Regions from separate parts of the Xenopus laevis genome. Here region 2 is linked to region 1. A link is a contact called in public Hi-C data. All regions are on one chromosome and are shown on one strand. Each heading gives the region's core, a stretch centred on a gene start, on an enhancer-like site or on the middle of the called end of the contact. The rest is flanking DNA. Distances are from core to core; before and after follow the strand shown.

Region 1 (6,501 bases), core at 1,601-4,100:
ATTACCTGACACTAGGTCCAGTAAAGGGATAGAAACTAGTCAGTTCATATAAGAACAAGCTAATTCCCATCCTGTCTATGGACCTTCTATAACAGTACAGGGACCATCTGTATTAGGCAATTACCTGACAGGTCCAGTAAAGGGATAGAAACTAGCAGTAACATAACTAGAGTCTTCAGGGCCAGGGCGCAGGATGTGCACCCAGGCCCCTCCCCCACCCCTCTAGATGCGCAGATTACTTACCACAGCGATTTTTGGTGGGACTACCGCACTGTAGCGCGATCTCCGGCGGGCCCCGAGGGGGAGCGGACCCTGGTGCAATTGCACCCTTTGCTCCCCCAGTAGTTATGCCACTGGAAACTAGACAGTTTATATAAGAACAAGCTAATTCCTATCCTGTCTAAGGACCTTCTCTAACAGTACAGGAACCATCTGTATTAGGCAAAAACCTGACAGGTCAGTAAAGAGATGGAAACTAGTGAGTTCATATAAGAACATACTAATTCCTATACTGTCTAAGGACCTTTTCTAACAGTACAGGAACCATCTGTCAATGCATAAACTACAGATACCATCATGCACTCACTATAAGGATGTAATTGAAAATGAGGGAGCCTTACTGCTGTTGCGTGTGCTATTTAGCAAACAAAAATGTTGGGCAATCGGGATGTAGGCTTTTATCACTGGCATGTGGAAAGGGCCTTCATCATCTCCCATAATGCACTATTAGGGTTGACCATAAGAGGTAGGTAGCATTTGTATTGCTTATAATGTCATGATCAGGGTGGGCTTGTAACAGCACTACAGATCCCATCATGCTCTATGAATCCTTGGTTATATTAATACAGGGGTCATCTCCATATTCCTATTCTTTTCCCTTTCCCCCTGCATGTACCTAGTGTGCCTGCTTCCCATAACCAGCTGTGTTCTGATCAGTGCCCCTGCACTTATAATGCCAGGGCAGACATTTATTCTTCTGTCTTTCTACTTAAGCCTCTCTGTCACCCACTCTAGTGCTGAGGCCACTGACTGTTGCTAGGATGATTGCGACTGTTGGAAAATGACAGTTTGCAAATGACCATTGGCATTTACAGCAGAGCCAGAAAAAATTGTCTAATGCTTCAAATGCAACAACAAGTAAACCAAACACCCATTGCCTTATAACTATAAGTTTTTATGGCCTCACTCCCATTAGAGATGGCATATTTGGAGATTTTAGGCACTTTGACACCCACATGTGTTAGTTGATTGGGGGTCAGGACTGCCATCAGAAACCCATTTTCAGGTGATACCCTGTATAAGTGTAATATCTAGGTATCTGTATCCAATTAATACTGAGTTTATTTGGATATATGTTCAGTGCCTCTCAACAGGCTGCAGTTCCCATGTACAATTGCAGAAATTTCACATGTTTAGAAAGTAATACCCAGAGAGCACAATGTATCTTATAAAATCATAGTGTATTTATTGCAGGAATGTACTGCCAAGTTGCAGTACATGCAGTATTGTCAATTTCCCAGCTGCCCCAAGTCATGTGACTTGTGCTCTGATAAACTTTAATCACTCTTTACTGCTGTACTGCAAGTTGGAGTGATATCACCCCCTCCCTTTCCCCCCCCCCAGCAGCCAAACAAAAGAACAATGGAAGGTAACCAGATAACAGCTCCCTAACGCAAGATAACAGCTGTCTGGTAGATCTAAGAACAGCACTCAATAGTAAAAACCCATGTCCCACTGAGACACATTCAGTTACAATTGCCTGCCAGAAAGCATTTCTTTCCTAAAGTGCAGGCACAAGTCACATGACCAGGGGCAGCTGGGAAATTGACAAAATGTCTAGCCCCATGTCAGATTTCAAAATTAAATAATAATATAAATTTTTATAAAATATAAAAAAATCTGTTTGCTCTTTTGAGAAATGGATTTCAGTGCAGAAGTCTGCTGGAGCAGCACTATTAACAGATTCATTTTGAAAAATAATTTTTTCCCATGACAGTATCCCTTTAGGTGCTTTAGGTCATCCATGTGAAGCTGACTTCTGGTTCACCACACAGAGGTATTCAAGCAGCCGTCACCTTTTCCCATTCTGTTATGAAGCACTTTGGAAGTCAGATTGAAGCTCAAGATTTAAAAAGAAAACCAAAGGGGAGAGTAAGCCTGACTTATATACAAGTTTGGAGGGAATTAAGTGTTAAGCTAACTTGGTGTTACTGGTCCTTTAATTGTTTAGGGGCAATGATCCTCTCCTTAAATAGAAGTCCCTCTCATGACCGTTATCCCATGTTCTATTACTTGACGCTCCACATTTTCCGTCAGCTCGTGAAACACCAAGGCAACAGTTTCTATACAATTTATTGTTCCCAAGTTGTCCATTACATTATTCTCCATTAAGGGAGACTTTCAGTGCATGGCAGAAAAGCAAAGCTGTTTATGGTTAATGAATATAATATTATTATTATAGCTGTGTCAGTATGTCTTGCCTTTCATTTTAATCTTGCCATTGTTGCACCGTAATTGTGCGAGAGGAATGGTAAAAAAAAACCCCCAGCTCCAACAACAATCTTGTAGCTGCATTTGGGTGTGTAAATATTGAATACAGTCTAGCTGACATTAATTCACTGTGATTCCCCCCTCACCCCACAGAAATTCAGAGGCAGTGATCCCTTCAATCCCTACAAACATCCAGCGACACAATGAACTGGCCCAAAACCTGAGGTAGAGGTTACAACCTGTACCAAACCTACAATACAAGTTGGCAACCCTGGGAATTTAGTTGCAGGTCCTGTCAAGAGTCCGCAGCCCGCCACTAGAACCCATTACCACTTTCCCATGTTTGAATTTGCCGCTAACGAATAGGTAAGCCGCAGTGGAGCGGTCACATGGTAGTATCACATGACCGTGACGTCAAGTCCTTTCCTAGGATTGGAACTAGCCGCTACCCTGCGAGATTTGACTCCTTTCTCTTTCCTTCGCCTGGTCGCAGCGTGCTGACGTCATTGACGTCATCCCAGGGCAGCGGAAAATGGCGGAGGCTCTACCGAAGGCCGGGAGGTACTTCTGTCATAGCTGTACGGCCGAGATTACCCCGCGGCTCCCGGTGAGTGAATAGAATTTTGGGTCGCTGGACAGGGAGCAAACCACTACAGATCGGAACCACTCCGCTCTACCATATTGTAACTATTCAGCTTGCGCTGGGAACTGAATGTAGAAATTTCCAGATGGCTTGAGGTCATGCCGTGTGTCACAGAATAGGTATTTTAGCCATTCACTCACTGCTATACAGTGCACCGGGCAGCGCGTCGCCTTACACAGCTGCAGACATTGAGACATGTCTTTACTGACCTCTGTTAAAGGCTAACTATGGCAACCATAAACACACACACCTCCTCTCCTCGCCTGGAAAAAGCTAGAAGCTGCCATCCAGCCACTACAATTCCATGTGTTCGTGTTCTGTTACTAACTAGATCCCTTTTCGCTAAAGGGAATGTAAACACTAAAAGATTAAATTCTGCCAAACAGAAGGAATGGTGATTTCACCCAGCTTTTCAGTACGCATACGTTACACGTTTCCAATGGTTTTAAAATTATTTGCCCATGTAATCAGTGTCACTGTTCCTTGTAGTTCTGCCCTTAGAAACAATATAGCAGAAGCAAGCGGATCAACACGCAAGGCTGATAATTTTTGTTTATTGAAGGGACCAAAAAATACTACTTTCAACAGCAATTACTTTTAAAATAACTCTCGAGAGCATGATTGTATATCGGAAAGCTGCTTTGAGGCACAGTTTTATTTTTGGGTTTACATCTCCTTTAAATGTCTTGCATATAGTCACATTTTTTCTTTTTGGGGTAAAGTAAGATTTTATCTAACCGGATCTCCAATTACCATTTTACCTAAATATTATATAAAAGGGGAACTCTGGCTTCCAAACTAAAGTTTGATAGAGGCCCACGTAGCACAGAAACCCCTAACATACCCATCACAGTTACATGTTTCTTCAAAAAGTATCCTACACCCTACATCTCTGATCTTATCTCTATATACTCCCCCAACTGCTTGCTTCGCTCCTCTACTGACCTGCTCCTCAACTCTTCTCTCATTATCTCCTCACATGCTCAGCATTCAAGACTAGGGATGCACCGAATCCACTATTTTGGATTTGGTTGAACCCCCGAATCCTTCGTAAAAGATTCGGCCGAATACCGAGCCGAATCTGAACTCTAAATTGCATATGCAAATTAATTTTTTACTTCCTTGCTTTCTGACAAAAAGTTACGCAATTTCCCTCCCTGCCCCCAATTTGCATATGCAAATTAGGATTCGGTTCTGCCGGGCAGAAGGATTCAGCCGAATCCTGCTGAGAAAGGCCGAATCCTGGCCAAATCCCGAACCGAATCCTAAATTCGGTGCATCCCTATTCAAGACTTTGCAAGGGCTTCACCCCTCCTCTGGAATTCTCTCCCACGGTCTGTCTGACTTGCTCCCAACCTTTCTGCTTTCAAAAGAATACACTTCTTTAGAGACGCCTACCCTCACTCTGCTTAACTACCAAATGCAATACCACATACAGTACTACATCTCTCACCCACTTAATTCTGATCTTGCCCACTCCCACACCTTGTGTTTTATTCCCTTCTCTTTAGATTGTAAGCTCCTTTGCACAGGGCCTTCCTCACCTTTTTGTACCAGTATTGGTTGTGATGTATGTGACTCCATATGTTCTATGTATGTAATTAATGTGATTTAGTTGTATAATACTTTACAGAGCTGGGAAATATGCTGTCGGTATATAGATAAACGGTAATAATAACAATAAATGCCATTTTCTATGCTGCAATCCAGCTGTTTTAACAGTTCTTCTCTTTCTGCATCATTTGAAATCCTGGCAGGGAAGGAGGGACTAAACACTGATGTTACAAATTGTAACAACTACTCCACAGCTTACAGACAGCATGCAGGAACTACATAACCCACAATGCATTGCACTGTGATGTTCCATTCCTTATTGAAATCACATGTGCAGGGAATTGTGGGGTTTGGAGGATGCAGGCTGAGGACAGATGGCTGTTGATACAAAGTAACAGTAGTCAGCCAGCTCAGCAATGTAGTCAGAAAGATCAGCAGAACAGCAGGGGGCTAGGCTTAGGGAACTGTCAGATACCATTTAAAATCATGAAAAGTCTGCATGTTTTTTAATTGATGTACATTGCAAAGTTGCTTGAAATTATGTTTACCTTTCAAAAAGCTTAAGTTATGTTTGTGTGGAGTTCCCCTTTAACTGGGGTTTCTCATTTTGGGTTGCTTGTGGAAAATAGTATGTTGATAGTATTAAATCTTCGACTCCTTTGAGAACAAATATGCATGGAAGTAATATCTATGAGAAACTTTGATGAACAGTTAATCCTTATCTATACAGTATGTCTTCCATGAATTATTATTATTATTATTATATTTGAGAGAATTAGTCTGCAATCTCTTATTATATGTGGATGTAGGAATCCAGCTATTGCTGCGTTCTCTATAATGCAACTTGCATTACTAAGGTCACAGTGTTGGCTGGCAGGAATTTGAAAATCTAGCTTTGTTTGGTTCTGTGTGTTTTACAGCGGGCACATCAAACTTGTGTTTTTTGAGTAGCACATTGCCCATTTGCAGCACTTTCCACTAAGCTGCCCTATCTATAAAATTGTATTATAATCCCCGTGCGAGGGGAATCGTATGTTATTAATTACATAAGGTAAGTTTTAGTTTTAAATCTGAATTCATTATCATGAAGCTAGTTGCCTCCATAGACTGTGTGGATCTCCGAGTATAACATTATTATTCCATCTTGATGATGGCTAGTCTTTGGTCACCTTTTCAATTTTTTCTGCCCTTTCTTGAGTGACACACTGGATAGACCCCCTCGTTTTGATTCAATGTGAGAATGGAAGAAATACAGGACTAGTGCTTGTAATTAGAGTAAAGTGTTGAGTTCAGTTGTGCTCAAGTGTTTATTCTTTGTTTGTGGCATCTTTGTATGGGATGCACAAAGTCTCTTTAAAGGGATGCTGTCATGAGAATTTTTTTTTTCCCCCATATGCATCAGTTAATAGTGCTGCTCCAGCAGAATTCTGCACTGAAATCCGTTTCTCAAATGAGAAAACAGATTTAATTTTGAAATCTGACATGGGTCTAGATATATTGTCCATTTCCCAACTGCCCCAGTCATGTGACTTGTGCTCTGATAAACTTCAGTCACTCTTTACTGCTGCATAGCAATTTGGAGTGATATCACCCTCCCTTTCCCTCCCAGCAGCCTAACAGAAAAATGGGAAGGTAACCAGATAACCGCTCCTTGGTAGATCTAAGAACAGCACTCAATAGTGAAATCCAGGTCCCACTGCGACACATTGTTACATTGAGTAGGAGAAACAACAACCTGCCAGAAATCAGTTCCATGCTAAAGTGCTGGCTCTTCCTGAAAGCACATGACCAGGCAAAATGACCGGAGATGGCAG
Region 2 (6,391 bases), core at 1,570-4,069, 160 kb before region 1:
TGTTTCCTCATTGTCCTCTGTTCTCTAATGAGAGCAATATTTCTGGTGTCCATGGCTGAACTACAAACTGTGGTTATTAAATTACAACTAAAGTAAACCCTGTCACAATGTGAAATGGAGGCCCGGGGCAAATCTCCTTTTCTACCTATAAAGTCAATAGACTCTGAGTCAGGGAGACCTCTGTTCAGTTCTGGTTAATAATACCCATTTTAGCCCTTTGTGGTATTGTTCAAGTCATTTATTTCTGCACCGTAGGTACCAGGTTTCTGGGGTAATGTATTATAAGTCGTTAAAAACAAAAATAAAATGCACAGTGCTTTTTAGCAACCATTATAGTTTGATCCAGTGTACCAATGAATGTAATAAAATGTGTCAATAAAAAAATAATTATATTTGTGCGTAAAAAATTCTAATGAAGAACAAGAAGCACAATGCAAAATGCTATTTTTTGTCTTATTAAATTTTAATCTCTAGTGGGAAGAGGTCCTAGATCCTATGTATCTAAAAAAAAATCTGTGCATGTTACTGATGATTATAAGAATAAAGATTAAAATAATACATTTGCTGGCGATCATTGGCTTTTAACCCACATTGGAATTGTGGCATACCGAAAAATAAATGATCAGTAGCTTTAGGGAGCAAGAGTCTTTCAAACTACTGATTACCCTGAGACATCATTTTGTTCTATTTTGTCCTAACTACCTTGAAACCAAAGCATAATGTTGGTAATGGTAGTCTTAGAAGATTTACAGCTGATCTTGCAGTGTAAGGTAATTAAACAGATGAAGTGAAGAGGTTAGGGTGAGGAATACTGTAAGCAAAGTTTATTTGTCCAGGTCTATTCTTCAAAAGCAACCAACAGGTCTATTCTTCAAAAGCAACCAAAATGACTGGAAAATGCTATCTTCTAATTGGTAGCTATAGGCTACTAGACCAGTAGCAAACTTTTGGTATTTATTTTTATTTACTCAACTTTGATTGGTGCAGCTTTTTCAGTTTGGCATTATAAGGAGCACTGTTGTTATTCTCTGCCCTTCTGATCTCTTCAGCCATTATGAAGATAATTTAATCAACGTTTTAAAGCCCTTGATTGTTATGTGTGAACCTCATGCTTTTTATGATATTACTTAGCAAAATACTGGTTACTTCTATCATTCTTTGCTAGCCAATAGGTGTACTCAACTGGCTAATGTTACATTTTCAATAAGAAGTCAGTGAGTAATCAGAAGTCCTTACCCTCTTTATAGGGGATCAATCGGGCCTTATTTTTGTATAAATATATTTACCAATTATCACAAGAATGTGTGTGTGTATATATATATATATATATTTTTTTTTTTTAATGTGAAAATAAAATGAAATTCTAATCAAATATGTGGTAATAAAACAATTTATATTAAAGCTATTTGTAAATAGTTTTGCTATTGAAAAAGTCAGCACAACTCTAGTCAAGCAATTTCATTTACAAATACCTAAAAATCAAAAATTGTTAAAGGAGACATATAGGATAAATGAAAAAACCCTAATTTTGTAGGCAATTATAAGTAATATATGGTGTTGCTTTTACATGGTGCCATAAATGTATATTATCTTTAAGAATCTGCCCTTTATTGGTGCTCTCTATAGATGTTCTCTGGTCCCTGTATGTGTTTCAAATGAGGGGTAGCCGTGTCCGAACGATCCCTGCCAGAAGCACAGTAGGAGGGGGACAGCCAATCACAGCCCTGCAGTCACACAAGCACATACAGGCTTTTGTTCCCTATCAGTTCCTGCTAGCTGCTGATTGGTTCCTTACCTACAGTACAGTACAGAAATTTGAAGACAGAAGATGACGGAAGTGGATCGCTCCGTGGTGCTCGCTGGTATAACCCTGGGCCGGTGCAGTTTTCTGCTGGTAGGAGCACTGGCCCGGGGTTTCAGGTAAGTAAATACAATCACTTGGATGTGCCTAACATTTGGCACCCCCAAGTGGAAGAAGACTTTCCTTCTCCTTTAAGATAATGTATTATGAGACGTTGCTTAGTATTACAGGGGCAAGATGGACGGATTGAGAAGCGAGTAGAGAGCATGACAAAGAATGTTTAGCAACATGGATTTTTTAGACTGGGTATTACGGAAAGCATTTTAAGACGTCCTCAGGAGAAATCAGTCTCCTATGTGTGCTCTCCTAAGGAAACAATGCAGATGCGCCAGTTGTTTCATACCTCCCAACTGTCCCGTTTTTAGAGGCTCTTTTGACAGCTCAACCTGCAGTCCCTCGTTTGTCATGTTTTTCTCTGTCCTGAACAGCCAGAAAAAGAAACAAAGTTTCTAACTTAATTGGCTTTTGGCGGAGAGCCCAGAACAGCCACATTAGAAGATTAGATACATTTGTAACAATTCAAATGTATCTAGATAAGTAATTGTAACAATATAAGATAACAGGTCCCTTGGGAAAAGTTAGACTCACAGCTTAAAGGGCAATTCACCTTCATTAGCAAAACTATAATAACTGGAAAAAAAACCCCACAGAAATATGTTCAAACTTTCATAACCTGCCAAATTTTGTAAAAGGAACATAGTAATTAGGGGGTGTGGCCACAAAAATGGGCGTGGTCAAAAAATTTCGCCACACTATGCGCTGCAACTTTTTTGTCCCTCTTTTTATTTCCAAAATATTCGAAGGTATGTTGTTTCACTCACACATCCAAGGATCCTGCAGTCACAACTTCATCCTGGCCACTTATGTTCCAATCTTCCCCCTCTGTCTCATTTCTCATTGGGCGCACCGCATTGATTTGCGATGTTACTAAGAATAGAGCACTTGCAAATCGTACGTCATCAGAAGGCGCTGCCTTCCCAAAAGGAGGCTTCTGGGAACAAGTACGTCCTTTGAAAGGCACGGGAGCGATCAGTGTCACTTAGACAGCTGACTTTCAAGCAGACGCACTAATGGCTCGTGGTGGCCGAAGTGTCCCCTCTCGCACGGCGCCTAGGTAATAAAAGTGGAATTAAAAGCACATTTAACAGACCTTTGCTGTGTTTGTGGCATACCAACGTAAAATGATTTTAGTGCCTTGTTTTATTGTCATATAAATGTGGATGTTAATGTGACCTTTAAAGTATGTTGCATAATGATTTAGCAATTAAATTGCAAAGCCTTCTTAAATTAAGCAGCACCTAAAATAGTTTACTGTCATATTAACAGCATCCAGAGGGCAGAGCTACTAACAGTGCAGGATATGCAGCATGATTTAAATCTTAGCTATGTGGCTTATAAATGCAGAATGATTTCCACAAGTTGTCTGTGAAATGGGACAACATAATATTTCTGCATCAGAGCTCTGTAGTTTATTCCAGTCCTGTATGCTAGACCTATCATGTAAATGTTGTTTAGGAATGTGATTTTTTTTGGTGTGTCTTAATTGCCCAGCTAATGAGTATTGTGTCACATAGATCTTTCTTCTGTTGTTTTCTCACACAGCCATGCCCCTTCTCATACTCCTGCCCCTGCACCTCCACCACCTTCAGCTATTTCATCAGCCCCTGCTCCGTCACAGGGCCCTGGGTTGATGGCCCAGATGGCTACTACTGCAGCAGGAGTAGCTGTGGGATCAGCAGTGGGGCATGTCATTGGGGGTGCACTTACTGGGGCTTTCAGTGGTAGCAGCTCAGAACCAGCAAAGCCAGCCACACAGGTCAGTACAATATGTAATTTGCTTTCTTGTCAACAACATTGCCTGTAGTGCTGTACAGATTCATGTAAAATAGCGTGTGTACATACTGTCACAATTAAATTGTTTATTTAGTATATATTTGCTGGTCAGACATATATGTTATGAATGGTGGCCCACTGCATTAGTATTGGTGGCTCCCTAAGATACTATAATGCTGTATTGTAACTTGGTATACTGCAGAACGTCTACGTCTTACAGTGACCATTAAAAAATGGTGTAAAATCGGTGAAAATGTAAAATCAGGGAAATATATTTTGCATAGTATAGTATATTTTCGACTTCAAAGTACTTCAAAAGGAAAGGTTTAATCACTTACATCATACCCCTGTAGTCTCTGTTTAACCCTAAAGTACTTTTAATTGGGGCATAATGAATCGTCAGGAGAACATGATCATATATACATGTAGTCCTACTGAACAACCTATACCTGTATTATTGTATATATATATATATATATATATATATATATATATACAATATGTGTGCCCATAATGCATTTTTTATTAGAAAGAAGAAAATTAACCTTGTTCTATGAGTGTGAAAAAACCCTCATAAAATTATCCCACATAATAATAATCAGGGTTGTTCAATTAATGAGACTTTCATAGCAATTAAAATCAATGTGCAATGCCAATCTATTGACCTGTGAATATTTTCAGTTAATAGAACTAAATTAAATTAAAAAGAGAAAATTTCATGAACGTATTTCATGATTCACAATATTTGATAACTCAATATACACTGATTAGTTTTAAAGTGAAATGTGCTCGCAACTACATCACAGTGACATAATTCATGGTGTCTTAAAAACCAAATTTCATACTGTGTTAATTAATCTCTAAGTGCAAAGCACACGGTAAGATTAATTATCACAGTATGAAATTTGGTCTCTAAGACACCACAAATTAAGTCACTGTGATATATTTGCGAGCACGTCACTTTAAAACTAATCAGTGTATATGGTTAATTGGGTTATTAAATATTGCGAATCATGAAATAAGCTCATAAAATGTTCTCTGTTTTAATTTAATAGTTCTATTAGCTGAAATATACACAGGTCAATAGATTGGCTTTGCACCTTGATTTTAATTGCTGTGAAAGTCTAATTAATTGAACCCTAATTTAATTATTTTAATGTGGGATAATATTTTGAAGGCGTTTTTAATACAATCATAAAACAAGGGTTTCTTCAGAGATAAAGGATAATTATGGTATAGCTGTATGTTAAAGGACAAGGAAAGTCTAAAATAGAATAAGAAATGCTGTATTTTGTATACTAAACATAAGCATGAACTTACTGCACCAGAAGCCTAATAAAACAAATGATTTATGCTTTCAAAGTTGGCCGCAGGGGGATGTCCTCTTGTAACTTTGTTAAACATCTTTGCCTGACCCTGCACATGCTCAGTGTGGTCTGGGATGCTTAGGGATCGTCATTAACAAAGCTGCTAGAGTTCTGCATGGCTGGGAAGTAAGGCGGGGCTCCCTCTGCTGTTCATAAGTATGATTTTTTCCCTGCTCGGCAGTTAGGGACCATCTGACAATTTCTATCCACAGCAGTAAATGGAGGGAGAATTTCACTGCATACAGTCAGGTTTCTGCTAAAAAGGGTACACATTTTTTAATTAAAGTATATTGGAGATAGGTTTCTTTTTCATTAAAGAAAGTAAAAATGGGATTTTATTTTTTTGCCTTTCCTTGTCCTTTAAGAGTGGTTTCCCTTTTCCTAATCAACATAATGCATTTTTAGCCAAATGAAGGTACAACTAATGCCTCATTGAAAAGAAATTTTATGTAAATTGTGGTAAATTACTAAACAGAATATTGCTGCAACCTGTTTAGAGTGTTGAGGATATATATATACAGTATATATATATATATATATATATATATATATATATATATATATATATATATATATATATATATGGATATATATATATCTATATAGCCATTTCTTATCTAAACCTATTGATCTTTCATTTTTATAATTTGCCTTCATTTAATTCAAAATGCCTGTCTTTTAGCTCATCTGTCTAGTGTTGTGTTAATCTATTATGAATGATACTTATTTTGTCTTACACTGTTTCCGTACCTTTTCTACAGGAGCCCCAAAAGCCCTCTGCTGTGCCTCAGCAGATTCCACCACAACATGGACCTTGTCATTATGAGATGAAACAGTTCTTGGACTGTGCTACCACACAAAGTGACCTAACTCTGTGTGAAGGATTCAGCGAGGTTCTCAAGCAGTGCAAGTCCAACCACGGTGAGGAAGGATAGGTAACAGCATGACTGCCAGATTAACCAGGCATGTTCACCTTCAAGGACAGAGAAAGGCAAAGTCAATGGGAAGGGGGTTTGCCAATTTATTAGGTACCCCCTAGTGAGTCTATCATTTTACTGTTACCCCAGACCAACACTCCTCTTTTGTGAAAAACACACCAGCCTGCCGTAGGGCAGCTGCCACCATCTCTCCCTTTCACACTTGCCTTTTAAAAATCAATTTCTAGTATAAATGAAAATTACAGTAGAACCCAACTTTTACGTTTTCCAAGGTACCACTAAAATGAATGCAAAATCAGGAAAACGTAAAATTCAGAAAGAAACTAAAGCAGAGTGAGCGCTGAACCTCAAAAAATCTGGGAAAACATAAAGACGGGATGTAAATATAGGGT

Evidence for each region. A called contact is a pair of places that touch in the nucleus more often than the background predicts.
Region 2: a contact with region 1 is called in a Hi-C map of the XL177 cell line, with 2.7 times the contacts expected there. The contact joins the promoter of chchd10.L here to the promoter of rnf126.L in region 1. A contact is called at or near these places in 2 of 4 Hi-C or Micro-C datasets (the XL177 cell line and the XTC cell line).

Annotation. Positions count from the first base shown.
Region 1 is chr1L:115,333,354-115,339,854 of Xenopus_laevis_v10.1, reverse strand. rnf126.L (ring finger protein 126 L homeolog) reads left to right here and starts at 2,850. Exons shown (of 9, transcript NM_001086409.1): 1 at 2,850-3,097. The coding sequence starts at 3,023.
Region 2 is chr1L:115,490,273-115,496,663 of Xenopus_laevis_v10.1, reverse strand. It overlaps chchd10.L (coiled-coil-helix-coiled-coil-helix domain-containing protein 10, mitochondrial), which reads left to right and starts at 2,819. Exons shown (of 4, transcript XM_018256172.2): 1 at 2,819-2,975; 2 at 3,464-3,677; 3 at 5,823-5,982. The coding sequence starts at 2,932. LOC108713230 (kelch-like ECH-associated protein 1A) reads right to left here and starts at 2,816. Exons shown (of 7, transcript XM_018256117.2): 1 at 2,683-2,816. LOC108713257 reads left to right here. Exons shown (of 3, transcript XM_018256162.2): 3 at 1-558.